Linked DNA regions of Mus musculus: region 1 is linked to region 2. The links are chromatin contacts, called in public Hi-C maps. All regions are on one chromosome and are shown on one strand. Each heading gives the region's core, a stretch centred on a gene start, on an enhancer-like site or on the middle of the called end of the contact. The rest is flanking DNA. Distances are from core to core; before and after follow the strand shown. Region 1 overlaps Palld (palladin, cytoskeletal associated protein). Region 2 overlaps Palld (palladin, cytoskeletal associated protein).

Evidence for each region. A called contact is a pair of places that touch in the nucleus more often than the background predicts.
Region 1: a Hi-C map of uterus shows a contact between it and region 2. The contact joins two enhancer-like sites. A contact is called at or near these places in 1 of 15 datasets of contacts at CTCF or cohesin (the NIH/3T3 cell line), 10 of 484 Hi-C or Micro-C datasets (the C2C12 cell line, adipose-derived mesenchymal stem cells, cerebral cortex and 5 more), 19 of 115 datasets of contacts at active chromatin or transcription factors (the NIH/3T3 cell line, astrocytes, cardiomyocytes and 13 more) and 2 of 9 other capture datasets (adipose tissue and embryonic stem cells).

Annotation. Positions count from the first base shown.
Region 1 is chr8:61,871,309-61,875,704 of GRCm38.p6, forward strand. The region is part of intron 2 of Palld (palladin, cytoskeletal associated protein); the gene reads right to left. Among named protein-coding and RNA genes, the nearest start is that of Palld, 29 kb to the right of the region's middle. Within about 2 kb of position 3,078, at least 12 of the 459 cell types and tissues checked have an H3K27ac peak or open chromatin away from gene starts, as enhancers often do. A contact at or near this core is called in uterus, where this site is marked.
Region 2 is chr8:61,605,530-61,610,010 of GRCm38.p6, forward strand. All of the region lies in intron 10 of Palld (palladin, cytoskeletal associated protein), which reads right to left. Among named protein-coding and RNA genes, the nearest start is that of Gm35254, 13 kb to the right of the region's middle. Within about 2 kb of position 2,217, at least 210 of the 459 cell types and tissues checked have an H3K27ac peak or open chromatin away from gene starts, as enhancers often do. A contact at or near this core is called in uterus, where this site is marked.

The sequences.
Region 1 (4,396 bases), core at 1,828-4,327, 270 kb after region 2:
AAGCAGAGAAGACCTTATTAGTACCTGCCAGGACAGTGTATTTTATTTCACTTTGTTCCAGCTAAGAAGTCACTGCATGCAGTGGTGTGCTGACAGTTCACTGAAAAGAACTATGCTGAGTGTCATGTGACTCAGATGAGCAAAGGTAGGCCCAAGGAGGTCTGTTAGAGGCAATGCTAGTATCTGAGCCAGGGGATGAAGCTTAGAGTGGAGCATGCTTGCAGTGATGGAGTGAAGAATCAGACACAGAGATCTGAAATGGAGAAGCAACTGAGTTGTTGGATGAACCAGAGATGGGGTTGAGAACAAGTGCGGTCAAGGTGACTGTCATAATTTTTTCTTGAACTTCTAGAAAGGAAGTCTAGACATTTTACATTAGATATCGACAGAGATGTGATGTAAAGGTTTCATGTGTGTACATCTTATACTCACTGGTTATCCTAAAACTGGGCTCCAAAATTTTGTATAACTCTGTGCCCTACTGTAGTAACACCAAATGTAATTGTCGATTATTTTTATTTTGATATGTATGTACATTCTCAACGTTGACTACCCTTGGAATAATCTTGGGCTAAGCCATCTGTACCTTCACCTTTATAATCTCCTGGCTATGGCATGATTGCCATATTATCCCAAACCATCACAGTTCATACAGATAGTCTTACTAAGATAAATATCCGTGGTCTGCTTTATTTATTATGATTATTCTTGAGGGATCGCAAATATCCACAGACTGGGCTGTATTGATTTCACATGGATACTGTTGTTGCTTTGACTTTTGATGAGGATCAAAGTCTTGTTCACATAAACTACGTGGGGGCACTAAAGGTGCTGAGTTTTAATTATAAAAAGAAAGAATTGAATTAATTGCAATTGCATATATCAAATAAAACTTGACAAGGCTAATAAGGATGACCTAATAGGCATCTGTTAGGAGGAACTGTGTCTGGAATATTAAAGCAGATGACGGATTCTTTTCACTTTGGTAGTTGAGTGTTTGAAAGTATTTTCCCTTTCATAAATGTATACATCCACCTCACAATTATCTGAATATGAAAGTGTGTAGACCACTCCTCCTAACTAGAAGGCTTAGCTTTCTTTACAGCTATTATGCAGAGAATATGAACACTCTTTTAACATGTATGTTAGCTGATGATTGTTCATGGATTGAAGATAAAGAGGCACAACCATGAAAACTGTGGATTTCTTTATATAGAAAATATCATACTATCATCTCTTTGAAAATATTTGGACTATGATTTCCTCCATACCTTGATTTTTATAGATGGTAGTTCCCCTCACTTCTACTTCTGGAGGTTGCCAGAGAGCCAGACACAGCAGTTCAGAAATAAGGACAGTGGTGGGACCTTCTTATGGACCAGACTGCATAAGGAATAAAAATCCCTGACGTACATTCTAGGCTCTGTGATTAATTAACCATTTTTTATTACTTGGTGTTTTATTATACAGTTTCATATCTAGGGCCTCTTAAATTTAGGTGGTTAAAAAGATAAAATTTCCATTAAAAATACTTTTAAATGCAGACGTGTAGGCCAAGTCTGGTGGCATACGCTTTAATCCCAGCACTAAGGAAGCCGAGGCAGGCGAATCTCTGTGAGTTTGTGGCCAGTCTGGCCCTATGTAGCTCTGCATAGTGAGTTCCAGGACAGCCAGAGCTACATAGTGGGGCTCAGTCTCAGAAGAAGAAGAAAGGAGATGAGGAGGAAGAAGACAAGGAAAAGGAGGAAGACGCCCTTTTATAATACCAAAGCCATGTTGCTTTGAGACTAAACTTTGCTGTCCAGTCCAGACTGATCTAAAAGTCAAGATCACTGTGCTTCTATCCTCCCAGTGCCAGGTTTATAGGTAGGCGCCACAACCCACATTCAGGAACTAGTTATCCACTCAAAGGCTGAGTGCGCAGAAGACCAAGAAAGGTGAGTGGTGTCAGGTTCCCTGCCCCTAGGCCCCTCTAAAGACTGAAAAAGGAGGGCCATTAGAACAGGACATGAATGGAGCAACAGATGATGTAACAGTTCACCTTGTATGAGACAGGAGAAACGGCTCAGAGGTTAGGAGTGCTTGCGGCTCAATCAGGAGGACTACAGTTCACATCCTATCAGATGGCACACAAAGTCTTCAATGATGTCTTTTTGGCCTCTGGGGGCCACTGCACACACATGTGCACATACAGTTACAGAGAGACATACTCACACAAATAAATACAAGCACACATGTTCACAAATACATAGAAATTTTGAAAAAATTTAAACAAAATTGATAGCAAATAATTTATATACATATTGTATATAAATTATTTGTTATATATACATGTGTATATGTATATCTATCTATCTACCTAACTCTATCTATCTCTCTATCTATCTTCTCTTTCCTTTAACTGTTGAGATTGTTTTCTGGGTATGTAAGAATAAAGGAGGGAAGGAACTCTGCTTTCACATTTTTTTTTGTGACATTTGGGGACAGTGCTTATGTTTAAAGTAGGAATGCCTTGAAATGACTGGTTTGTCTTCTCATTACTGTTCCTCCCATTTCTCCTTTTATCTGGGGCTACTTTATCTAATTTATTAGTTTGGTGATGCTCAGGGTTTTCTTCTGTTTTGATTTTTAAAGACAGAGACTCACCATATAGCCCTGGCTGGCCTGAAACTCATTACGTCCACCAGTCTGGCCTTGAACTCAAAGGAGATCTGCTTCCCATTGCTGGGATTAAAGGCTTGTGCTACCAAGTCTGGCCTGCGGCTTTGGAGCAGTCTCTGTCTTGGCCTTACTTAAGGACCTCTAAGCTAGCAGTAAGTAGCCTAGCCATGCAGTTGTAGGAAGTTGTTTCCTGATCCGGGCCACCGCACAAACGCAGTCACTAAACGTTGGCCTCATGGCGGCGCCAGAGCTGAATGTGTTCCTTGGGCTGAGCCTGAGTCCTCCTGAAACCCAGGTCTTGCTGCTCACTGGCTTATACTATTGACAAGTGAAGTTTCTCCTCGTGTTCTAGTCCCTACCTCAAGATCCTGCCACCTGCTGCCATACCTGCCAACCGTGCATTCTTTCCTCTGGTTGGCCACCCAGGCACACCCTGTCCCTTCCCAGGATAGCTGCCAGCCACCCAATACTATGCGCCTCTGTGTTTATCAAGCATTATCTTTTGAGCTTTTGCCCACTGATTGCTTCAGATTCCTTGACACTCCCTTCCTCTCCATAAGACAACCAACTACTTCTAGATCCTTAGAAGGTGTCCTGCCGATGAGGAGCTAGGTCTCACTAATATGTAGGTCAGTAGGTCCCTGAATGGATGCAGGATGAGCCAGTTTCTCACGCTCCAGCGCGAGCACTTTTTATTAAAGATTTCCTTCCTTACACAAAATTGTCTTCACAGAAGGTTTTCCGCTAAGACCATCATGTCTCACGTGGTCAATAAAGTTGAATGCTCATGAAGTTTGATATATTTCCAAATGCATGATCAAGATGACCAAGATCCCTCAAACAGGAATGAAAACAACCCTCATCTCCCCGACCTCGTGTATTTATAGTCGTCTTCTTAAAGCAAAACAAAACAAAAACAAACCCTAAAGGATATAAAGGTTAAGTAAACAATGAGCAATGAAGCATTTTTACCAAAGATTTAATGACTGTTTACCATGTCAAATGAACATTGGTCATTGATTTTAGTACACTGAAATAATTAATAATACTATGCTACTAACCAAATGTCTAAACCTACTGTCCCCAGCTGTCCTCAAGAAGCCTGGGCATGATTTTGATGGCCCACTGTGTTATCAAACGACTAAGTGAACCTTAACAAGGAATCATGCCTGCTCATTTGATTGGGTCCTTTGGTGCTGAGTGGAGTGATTTCAGTCAGTTTTGACATGTTATACATTTGCTACTGGGTTCCACTTGCAAGAGACTGTTTTGTACATAAATGTAAATTGAACCATAAAGTTTCAAAGTCAGTAACATTGTTTTGCACATACATATATTCCTCACCGATCATTTGCTCCTAAAATTGATAGGTTTTTTTAAAAAAAAAAAACCAAAACAGAATCTGAAAGAAAGCATTACATTCTTCTGGAAAACAGAATCCAGAACCATGTGTCTGAGCAAACACATTAAGAAGGTTTTTACCGCCCCCTGCTGTTCGTTTCTTAAAATAGCAAGCATTACAGTAAAAGCTGACAGTGTAAACTAGCTAGTGAATAATAGTGAATTTATTCTAAGCAATGATTGTGAAATCCATGCCAGCGATGTGTGCATGAGCTCACACAGGAAGGAAAAACGCATGAGGTCTGTTTTGACCTTGTGTAGCTGACCTTGTCCATTTCATTCTTTTCCTAAACTAAATTATTGGAACTTGCTTTTAAACATTTATATAATGCCA
Region 2 (4,481 bases), core at 967-3,466:
TTCTAGGCTGCAGTTGACCATCTAAAGGAGACAATTTTGAGTATAATAGTGTCTAATTTCCATTTTCAATTCTCTGACTGTGACTGTGACACAACCCTTGCATGTTACAGAAGAGTGGGGCAGGTGGCACTAAGTGAAGATTATGTTTACATTTAAGGAGGTGTAGACCCAGGATGTACTTAGCATGCTACAGTCATCTAAAGGTGGTGGTCAGTCTTTGGGGTGTTGAGACTGTTTATCGCCCATCTGTCAGATCTGTGCCCAGACTCTTCTAGTTCTTATTAGATAGAGGTCTAATACGTCCTTATTCAAATGTGGGTGGTCCCCCTGTGTATCTGGAGTGGGAAGAGAAGAACAGATCTGTTCTCTACCCTAACTTAAAGCTGTCAAAGGACTTAGGTTCATTCAAGATTTTGAAAAAGCTAACTCAGGACCAATGCCTTGTATTCCTCATTAGCTGTGTCCATTTAAATAGGTTTCTAGTTATCAGGAAAGAAATTCCATAATGTTGGGTTTGTGGCACCAACCAGTGACAAGAACACAAAGCAAATCAGATGGCATTTCTTATTATGCCTAGGAGTATTTGAAACTCTTCTTCTCAAGCCATGTCCTGTCTAAACCATAGTGTAGACAAATACTAATACTACTACTACTAATAATAATATTAGTCCTCATCCATACTGTCATTCATAATGTTGCTTTGGGAAGTCTGGAAGGTGGTATTTTGAAGACACACAATGGAGGTTCTCTTCAACAACTTCAGTAACAACTTGCATATTTAAACTATACACAGTAAGGAACTCCTAGTACATAATGGATACTTGACTATTAGGGTAAGTAGTCTGCATTGTTTTTAAAGGATGCTTAAAGTCAAGGTTTAAGATAGTTAAACATTGTCTTTCAAGGTTCTTAGTAACTTCAGTTATTTTCATTTACAAAGTTTTAATAGTTACAGATAAGAGAGGGCCCACGGAGTTTCCCAGTATTCATCTTGTGTGTTTTTGTGTGTCTCTGTGTTACAAGATACAGTTTATTTATTACTTCAGCAGTTTCTAAGAGCTTCTAAGCATGTCTGCAGTTGTCTACAAAATACCACAGAAAAGGCTAGACACAGCCTGTATGTTTCTATGTTTCACCACTGTTTAATAGCTAGAGATGCGTTCACTGTCGACTTTGTGTGTGTGTGTGTGTGTGTGTGTGTGTGTGTGTGTGCGTGAGAGAGAGAGAGAGAGAGAGAGAGAGAGAGAGAGAGAAATTCCTTTGCCATTCTGCCGCATTTCTTTCCCTCTCCCAGATTGCTTCCACTCTGACACACTTCTATTCTGAAAGATTTCAGCATCGACTTCCTTATTTGGTCGCTGGAACTGCTCTTTGTCTCGTTCAAACATTCTGCTAAGCTTGCAGACTGCCTTCATCCCCGCCCCCTTGCCCACTGCTCCCCCTTCACTCACACACACACACACACACACACACACACACACACACACACACACACACACGTAGCTGGCTTCCACTGTTTGCTCTGACTCAGCCTTCTCTGAAGTTCATTAGCCAATCAGCCACCAGTTATGCCCATTTAAGGAGTACCTTCTGCAAATCAAAAGGAAAGAGAGTTTGGGAGGATTGTTACTCTGCAGCAGTCACTGGAATTCACCCCAAAGTGTGTATTTCACACCGCTGCTTTTCTCATGTAATAAGGTATGTATTAAAAAAGAAAGAAAGAAAGAAACCAACCCCAGGTAAACCGTAAAATAACCCAAACCCTCAATCCTTCTCACCCCAGGCTACTTAATTAAAGGTTAATGGCAGCATCCTGCCACTTAGCTCTGGCTGACAGAGTGTGATCTGGTTTGGTTTTCAACTTTCTCCATGCCAAATGTTCCAGCTAATACTTTAAGAAAATATGTAGCACAGGCTTAAGTGGCTCTGCCAACACATAAAGTAAAGGTCTGTGCTCCTAACCAAAGGAGACACATTTCCAATGAATTCTGTCTCCCTTGCTCTCTGGAGTTGAGAACAGCCAGGCATCCGAAGCAAGCGTGGAAGAATCCTTCCTGGCCTCTCAGCTTGGATGTGTATGGAAAAAAGCTCCCCGCTCTACATTCCCTATTTAAGAAAGAAGCTGCCCCAGCCCCATCCAATAAAACAGAGTAGTGTTTCCTTACGTATAAACAACCGAGAAATTCCTCCCAAGCAAGCACACAGCCTTTTGGGTCTTGGAACAAAGTGGCCGGTGGTATTTATTATGTCAAATAAACACATCATCCACACTGCAAAGGGGAACCTGAAACAATAAGCTGAACAAAGCAGTTTTCCAGCTTTTATTCCCTTAGCAATTAGCCTTTGTCTAACTGGACTGAAAAATTAAGAAGGAACAATATTTTTTTCAAAAGGTACCCTTATGCAATTAATATCCACAGTTTGTTCCCAAGGCTTGTTCAAAAACAAAAATAAAAACAAAAACAAAACACACACACACACACACACACACACACACACAAACACACACACACAAAACAAAACCAAAAAACCAAAACCAAAAATGGAGTTCACTTCCAGAGGCTAGAAACAAAAATATACAGGATATACTAAAGTTGGTATTATTTCTTATTTAGCCACCAGTAACGATCTTTTTTCTTCCTTTGTCCATTGTGGTAGTTGCTGAGGCCTCATTATTTGCCAGGCTTTGTGCTAGATGCTGCTACCAACACTCAAAGCTACCAGTCTGGTCATTGCACAAAGCATACTGAAGGACCCAGAAAGCATTCTTGTCCCTGTCCTGGTACCATAGTGCTTACCATGGTGAGTGATGTGGAAGCAGCAATTGGCTTACCAAGTTCTCAAAGTTTGTGCCGTGTTGCCCTTCTTTATTTAGGATACTTTGAGACGGGCTTGGATGAACTTTTGTTGGAGAAGACTCAGATCATTCTTGGCTGTAGACAGTGCATAAATGTACCTTCTGCAAGCTCAGCTCTGTGTCTGAGTACAGCCTAGTCCACATAGCAAGTTCCAGGCCAGCTAGGGCTACACATCGAGACCTTGTCTCATCTCACTGCGCATGTGCATGTACACACACACACACACACACACACACACACACACACACTCGTACTCAAATACACGCTTCCATTTATTTCTATTACTTATACCCTCAATGAGTCTCAGGTGTTTTACAGTGTGGCTTATGGGTTCAAATTTGTTTAAGTTTTACAACATATGAAACTTGTGAATTTTTTAACACCCCCACCCGTGTGTGTGTGTGTGTGTGTGTGTGTGTGTGTATGCAGACATGTACAGTGAGTTTGTATGTTTGTCAAAGTACTACCTTAGCTGTTTACTGTAGCCTCCCATCTGTTGGGACAGTCTCTGAGATTCACTGGTGCAGTAGGCCTGTGAACTCCTGGGAATTCTCCTGTCTCTGCCTCCTAGCTCACTATAGGAGTGCTGGGATGATGGAGGAACGTCACCACCTTTGGCTTTTACATGGGCTCTGAACTCAGATCATCATTGTTATACAGCACATTACCATTATGTCATCTCCCCAGTCCCAGGAAGTGGGGAACCTGTGCATCATTTTATTTCCTTCTACCACAGGAGCACCATACAGTTCTGCTAAGAGAAAACAGTGCTGTTCTAACTGGATGTGGTAGTATATGACTGCAATTCAGCTAAGACAGGAGGCCTATAATTTCAAGGTGAGCCTGGGCTAGACAAGAAATTCAGGGCTAGCCTGGACTATATAATGAACTAGTCTAGGTATAGGAAATATTGAAACTCTATGCCAGAAATATTGAACAGTGTCACCAGTATGTACTCAAGGTCTCAATCCTTGGGAATGATTAACAAATGCTAGCAAAACCCAGAAGGACAGACTGGAAACAACTATCTGTTGTTCCTTCATTTCATGCTGCCTCTTCGGAAGAAAGAGCTTACCCGTTGACTCTGTTTCTTCCATGCCTGTCCCTGGCCTTCCTCATCCTCACCTTGCCCTGAGCTTAGGATGACTCCAGGACACTGGGAGCTCACAGAGCAAGATGGAACGGAGGTGAGCAGTTCTCAGTTCTCATACCAACACCATCACAGCATCTTTCAAATGTCTCTGGCTGAACTCATCTCATTTTCTGCACATTACTGTTGCTTTGCTCAGAACCAGGTGAAGGTTCTCATGTCTTCCTTCTATTGTGCCTGGGTTCTCAGTAAAAGGTTGGACATGACATAGCTAGAGAACACAAATTTAAAAATCTAGGATTCTGGTAAAATCATAATAGTGTCTTTGTATCATCTTGCTTTAGCTTCAACTTGATCTTACAGTTATAGTTACGGGGGGAAGGGGGTGTGGATACTACCTAGATCTTCAAACATGAGGTCAGAAATATATCAAGATATATGCCAAAATTATTTTTTTCACAGGGATTGCCTTTTTTTCCCAAAGAAAAGGAATCTATACTTAAAGAGCCCCAGAGATTACATATATTTCCATG